Regions from separate parts of the Gossypium arboreum genome. Here region 2 is linked to region 1. Evidence: chromatin contacts called from public Hi-C data. All regions are on one chromosome and are shown on one strand. Each heading gives the region's core, a stretch centred on a gene start, on an enhancer-like site or on the middle of the called end of the contact. The rest is flanking DNA. Distances are from core to core; before and after follow the strand shown. Region 1 holds the start of LOC108479307 (pentatricopeptide repeat-containing protein At4g36680, mitochondrial). Region 2 holds the start of LOC108476919 (G-box-binding factor 1-like).

Evidence for each region. A called contact is a pair of places that touch in the nucleus more often than the background predicts.
Region 2: a Hi-C map of leaf shows a contact between it and region 1, with 4 times the contacts expected there. The contact joins the promoter of LOC108476919 here to the promoter of LOC108479307 in region 1. A contact is called at or near these places in 2 of 5 Hi-C or Micro-C datasets (both in leaf).

Annotation. Positions count from the first base shown.
Region 1 is chr12:16,302,821-16,306,337 of ASM2569848v2, reverse strand. LOC108479307 (pentatricopeptide repeat-containing protein At4g36680, mitochondrial) reads left to right here and starts at 2,144. Exons shown (of 1, transcript XM_017781829.2): 1 at 2,144-3,517. The coding sequence starts at 2,312. LOC108479306 (splicing factor U2af large subunit B-like) reads left to right here. Exons shown (of 13, transcript XM_017781827.2): 9 at 1-107; 10 at 186-632; 11 at 735-870; 12 at 1,180-1,247; 13 at 1,381-1,698. The coding sequence ends at 1,518.
Region 2 is chr12:16,435,286-16,438,842 of ASM2569848v2, reverse strand. LOC108476919 (G-box-binding factor 1-like) reads left to right here and starts at 2,086. Exons shown (of 12, transcript XM_017779293.2): 1 at 2,086-2,525; 2 at 3,506-3,557.

The DNA.
Region 1 (3,517 bases), core at 895-3,394:
CTGTTGTTAATGTCTACATAAACCATGAAAAGAAGTTTGCTTTTGTAGAGATGAGATCAGTTGAGGAAGCTAGTAATGCGATGGCTTTAGATGGGATTATCTTTGAGGTATTCTATATTCTTTAGGATCTTCATACTGAAGTCATTTAAATACAAGAAATTGTAATGACTTGTCTGAATTTCTAGGGAGCACCTGTGAAGGTTCGGAGACCCAGTGACTACAACCCTTCGCTTGCTGCAACTCTTGGTCCAAGTCAGCCCAGTCCCAATCTTAATCTAGCAGCTGTAGGTCTATCTCCAGGGTCTGCTGGTGGGCTTGAGGGTCCAGACCGCATTTTTGTGGGGGGGCTTCCATATTACTTTACTGAAGCGCAGATCAGGGAGTTGTTAGAGTCTTTTGGACCCCTTCGAGGTTTTGATCTAGTAAAAGATAGAGAAACTGGAAACTCAAAGGGCTATGCCTTCTGCATATATCAAGATCTGTCAGTTACGGACATCGCTTGTGCTGCTTTAAATGGAATTAAAATGGGTGATAAAACTCTCACTGTTAGGCGAGCAAACCAAGGTGCTACCCAGCCTAAACCTGAGCAAGAGAGCATCCTTCAGCATGCACAGCAGCAGATTGCTTTGCAGGTAAGATTAGGTAGTGCTATTTTTATTTCTAAAATTTACTCATTTGTTGCAAGTATCTTCTATACATGATAGGCTAATTTGCAGTGTCTTTGTCCTTTACAGAGGCTTATGTTGCAACCACAAGGTGTGCCCACAAAGGTTGTGTGCTTGACTCAAGCAATTAGTGAAGACGATCTTAGAGATGATGAGGAGTATGGGGACATTGTTGAAGACATGAGGCAAGAGGGTGGAAAACATGGTAAAATTATTCTTAAAACCATTTGGTCCATCCTTGTTGTACCTGACCCTCCTTATTAAGTTTTTAAAGTTATTTTAACATGCTAAGTCCTGTATACTTTATTAATTTCCGTTTTCCCTTTTGTTTATATCTCCGTTTTACAGCTCTTCTTGTTCGCTTCTGTTATTAAAGAGTCAAATTTAGCAAATTAAGCTTGCACAGACAGAAGACACTAATTCTTTATCTATATTTTCTTCATACTGATTTCTGCTAACTAATTCCCTGAATAAAGTTTTATGTGGATTCGAAATTTTCACACGTAATATGCAGGTGCATTGGTGAATGTTGTCATACCCCGCCCGAATCCAAATGGTGAATCATTACCAGGTGTTGGGAAGGTCAGTGCTCTATATTTGTAAGAAATCCTGTTGTTTTAGTTATCGACCTGCATTAGCAATGTTTCTGCTAGTTGCCCCATATTCATTTCTTCCCCTTAGTTACTGACTGACCGCAATTGCTTGGTATTTGAAGGTATTTCTGGAGTACTCAGATGTGGAAGGTTCCCGAAAAGCCCAAGCTGCAATGAATGGAAGGAGATTTGGTGAAAATCAAGTAATTGCTGTGTTCTATCCTGAGAACAAATTTGCACAGGGGGAGTATGATGGCTAATGAGCCATATCTTATCTGCTCCGCCTATGATGCAATGTAGTTGTACGAACTGGTTCTTTATTCGTTTAGGTTTTTAGAGTTAAGATATAGACAAGGTATAAGAAATTTATCCATGACTCCCACCTCTTATTGTAATTCTAATGTTGGTTTTGTACCTAATGCCAATTGCCAGGTTTGTGACATGCTCTCTCCTCTTCCAAATGTCCTTTAGTTTGTATCTCCTGCATTTCTTAATTCGGTATCAAGGATGAAGAAAATATTAAAATTCGAACCAGCTTTAGGATATTTATTTTGTGTGTTGGCACTGGAATTAAAAGTGAGATGAAATATCAAATAAAGACTAGTTATTTGTATTATAAATTTTAAAACAAACGAGTACATGTTTTCTTTATCATCTTAAAATTGAAGTTTATTTTTTAGAAAGAAAATTATCTAGAGATAAAACCCTATATTTAAAATACAAGGTTATTTTGGGTCACTCGTAATTCAGTGAACATTTCCATGTTATACGTTCATTTTCACAAAGGGTGCCATTTCCAAGTAAATTTTAACTATCCAAAAAAAAAAAAAACTCGCTCACGTAACAAATATGAAATATTGATTGGCCAATAAAGATTTGAATGATTGTGTTGTGTGTATAAAAAAATAAGAAAAAATAATAATAGAAGGTTAAAAATAAACTTAACGAAGTTCATTAGCAAAATTCTCTGACCATTGATTTTAAGCTGCTCTGCTCCGTTCCCACTCTAAAACCCTAAAACCAAACCCTAACAAGTCTCCTACCAAAAAAAACATGTCATCTTCCATTCGTCTTCGCCACCTCCGCCACTTTTCGGCCACCTCCAATGCCGCCGCCTCCTCCGCCGCTTACTCCTCCTCCATTTCGGTTTCCCAAGCCAAAAGCAAACTCCGCACTGAGTACGACCCTGACAAAGCCCTCGAAATCTACTCTTCCGTTTCCAAACACTACTCTTCCCCTTCTTCTTCCCGCTACGCTCAAGACCTCACCGTCCGCCGCCTCGCCAAGTCCCGTCGTTTCTCCGACATCGAATCCTTAATAGAGTCCCACAAAACCGACCCCAAGATTTCTCAGGAGCCTTTCCTCTCTACTCTCATCAGATCCTATGGTATCGCTGGCATGTTAGATCATGCCATCAAAACTTTCCATCAAATGGACCAATTTGGTACCCCCAGATCAACCATTTCTTTCAACGCCTTGCTCTCCGCTTGCAATCAGTCTAGGCAATTTGACAGAGTTCCCCAGCTGTTCGATGAAATTCCCAAGAAATACATTGGTCTTTCACCAGACAAAGTTTCCTACGGGATTTTAGTTAAATCTTATTGCGAAGCGGGTCATCCCGAGAAAGGGCTTGAGGTTCTAAGAGAAATGGAAAGGAAAAGCGTGGAGGTAACTGCAGTTACCTCTACAACAATTTTAAACGCGTTGTATAAGAAGGGAAAAACGGAAGAGGCAGAAAAGTTGTGGTTTGAGATGATGAAGACTGGTTGCGAATTAGATGTTGCTTCTTATAACGTTAGGATTTCGAATTTTCAAGGCGGAGAGCCGGAGAAAGTGAAGGAGTTGATTGACGATATGAGCACCCTGGGGTTGAAACCGGATACCATTAGTTATAATTATCTGATGACTTGTTTTTGTAAGAGAGGCATGTTGGATGAAGCTAAGAAGGTATATGAAGGATTGGAAGGTAATGGGTGTAATCCAAATGCGGCTACTTTTCGGACGCTGGTGTTTTATTTATGTTTAAATGGATTGTATGAGCAAGGTTATAAGGTGTTCAAAGAGAGTGTGAGGTTGCATAAGATTCCTGATTTTAACACTTTGAAGCATTTGGTGGAGGGATTGGTGATGAAAAAGAAGATCAAGGATGCGAAAGGGTTAATCAGGACGGTAAAGAAGACGTTTCCTCCCAACTTTTTGATAGCATGGAAGAAGCTCGAGGAAGAACTTGGTTTGGTTTCTGGTAATGCTGAAGCTCGT
Region 2 (3,557 bases), core at 837-3,336, 130 kb before region 1:
GCTTGTAATGGAGTTAAAGGTAGTTTGAAATGGTATAAGATGTTACATACATTTAAATATGAACTTGGTGAAATAGGTAAGTGTGTTAATGATTAAATGGCTTGCATTAGGTAAATGGATTGCAGGTGATAAGGTATTGACCTAATATTCTATAAGGTTTTGAGATGCAAGAATTGATGCTATATAGTTGCATTTATTGGCTGGTTAATGTTTGAATGTGTTTAGAAACTTGGTTGGACAATTTCAGGATGAAGTTCAATTAGGAATTGCAGAAATAGTATGTGACGTCGCGACGTTAAACGTATTTCATCGCGATGGAAATGACCTATAATGTCACGATGCGACGAGAGACTTTGTCTTCTCGACAAGGCCAAAACAATATGTCATGACGCGACGAGGCCAAAACCTAATTTGATCGATTTAGTATTAGAGCTTTCGTAAGTTCGTATAAGTCTTGAGAATAATTATTTATCATATCACTTGCTTATATTACTCGTATTTGTTTATCTAATGATGTGAATTGCATTTAAATTTGATTTTAGTTGCTCCAAAAATGAATATGACACCTTGTAACTTGGATCCGGCAATCGGCTCAGGTATGGGGTGTTACAGTATTTGTGTAGGTAAACTATTTTTCTCATCAATTTACAATTAATTTTTCAGGGAGGGAGGGCTTACCGAGAGAGTGATCTAGGTTGGCGTATAGGATGAGGTTGCAACTTTGTAAGTAAGTTGAACTTAAATCACATCTTGCACTTGTTGATTTATAGTTGATTACTCTTTGAGCAAGGGCCCGTAGGCATAAGAAGTTTTTGAAATATGTAACCAAACTTTTGTATCCATATCTTATTTTATAACTATTAGACAGTTTGTCAAGTTACAACTGAACGAAACCTAAAATCCAAATTCAATGAATTCACAATTGATATCAAAGTTAAACACTTGATGTATTAAGTGGATATCATGTCATTTATTTGTAATTGAGATGAAATGATCATTAATCTTAAGACCCACCATGCTGGACGGAACAAACTATGACTCTTGGAAGGTAAGAATGATCTCAATTTTGACTGGTTGGAAACCACTATCCAGTGATTTAATTAGTGTGAAGACTTCCAAATATGAAGTAACTTGGACCAATGATAAAGAAAAAATGACTAATGCGAACTCCAAAGGCCTCAATGCAAATTTCTATGGATTTGAATTGATCCTCAAGAATTTGGACGAATCTCTAAATGCTTAACTACTAGAAGAGCTTGGACTATTTCAAAATTGCTCATGAAGGGACTAGTTCTATGAAGTAGTCCAAACTTCAGATGTTGACGGTAAAATTTAAGACTCTAAGAATACAGGATAATGAGACCTTATCTGAATTCTATGCAAAGCTTTGTGACATCTTAAAAAATTAATCTTTTGCCCTTAGTAAAGAATACTCAATTTTGAAGCTGGTGAGAAAGGTGAATGACTATTATTGATGGAACAAATGACATTGACAATATAAGAATTGATGAACTCACTTGTTTATTGTAAGCCTTAGAGATGAACCTTGATTAAATCCAATCTCATTAATTTTTTTGACATCCCAAACATACCAAACTCGAAAATGGTCGCATCGAAATATATCTAAACCATAGCTTAACCTAAGTTCAAAGTTAGAAAACAAACATTTTATAAGAGATTCACTCTTAATTCTTCTATAAATATCCCTCGTTTATGATCAAAGGGACACAAGATCCATCATTAGTTACCTTGTACTAAAACATCACCCTAAAACTTCCACCTCGGTTTTTCTATAGATTGACAATTCTTAGGCCCTATTCTTCGACATCCTTTATTTGTCATAAATGTTATTATTTTTCATCTGTCCAAAATTATCACACTAATCTCATTTACGGATAATATTTGAACGACGTGGAAGCCACACAAGCCCAAAGCCCGAAATGGATAGTAACCGTAAATAGTAACAAAAGAGAAACGATAGCCAAAATCACCCCCCAACCAAAAGAAAAGAAAGAAAAAAAAACGACATAGTTTCGACAGGAAATTTAGCAAATCCTCTTGGGATATTTAAACTCTTCAACTCCACAGTAGAAATTGATGAATCATCCATTTGAATGGTTTGTCATAAGCCTGACCCACTTAAACCATCCCAGCTGTCTTCCTCTTTCTTAGCACGTGTCCCCCGCGAAACCCTAACACCTTTCCCTTCTCTTTCTTCCCCATTTCCTTACCTCCTCATCGACTTACTCTTCCCATTACAGCTACCACGCACACCATCACACTGGATCACTTCTTTTTAACTCTACCAACTACCCAAGTTTGTTTCTCACCCTCCCAAACTGTTTCAAACGCCAATTATAGAAACAATAATTTCTTCTCTTATTTTTCACTTATGTTGTTCTTTTTTAATCCTCAATTTTCAACCCTTTGATCAAGGAAATACTAGAAGGGGGAAAAAAAGAAGAAGAGCATTATTTATATAAATTCCCTTCCACTTCACTTTCCCCTTCAACGCCTTTAAACAGGTCTTCCTTTCTTTCTTTTTCTTCTTAATTTTGTTTTTGTTTGTAATTTCAGAGCATTTAGAAGCTATTTTTTTCCCTCTGTGTGTGTGTGTGTGTGTGTTTCTTCATTAAATTTGAGTTATTTGTAGTTTCAAGATCTTTTATCTCATGCTTTAGTTTTTTATTATGTAGTTGGACTTTTGCTAATTTCTTTTTCTTCTCTGAACTTCAATGTCCAGTTTTTTTTTTTTTCTTTCTCATTTTAGCTTTGCTTATGTTTTTTGACTGCTCACAATCCCTGCGGGTTAAGGCCTGAATATTAAGATTAGCTCGTATTCTTTGTGCTAATAATGAATTAATTAATGCGTTTTGTTTTGGAAATACGAGGGGTAAATGTTGACAAACTTTAAAACGGATACTGCCAATTTCTGCTGTTTCTTCTCACCTTCTAAATGTTTGGCTAATATATGAATTGTTGAAACTTGTACTGTTTCTGGAAGGTAATTATGGGAATTGAAGAATTGCTTTGTTTTATTATTATTATTATTATTATTATTATTATTATTATTATTATTATTATTATTATTATTATTATTATTATTATTATTATTTCAAGGTTGTCGGTTATGGAAGAGTTGTTTTGTGATACTCTACTTTGTTTCCGATATCACAAAATCAGTTACAAATATGGTTTTCTTTGTCTCCTTAACTTGTTAGGACAAGAATAGATGTTTTGTTTTCTTTAAGTTAGTTTTATGGAGGATCGAAAGAACCCATGTGGTTTTACTTTGGAAAGGTTAGGTCTTGTGCTGAACCATACACTGGTGAGCTCGGTTTGGTTGTACTATCGTTCTTGTTTGAAATGGTTTAACTTTACCATGCCAATGCCGAACTCTATTTGTATCTATGTTCTATGCATCATGTTTTGGCTCATCAACGTAAAAACTTTGTCAAGGCTCGGTTTTGCTTTCTGATGCATGGTTTTCACATCGGGGTCGCAGGTGCTTTCTAAAAGCGGTCGAGGACATACGGATTTGATTCTTGATTTCTTGA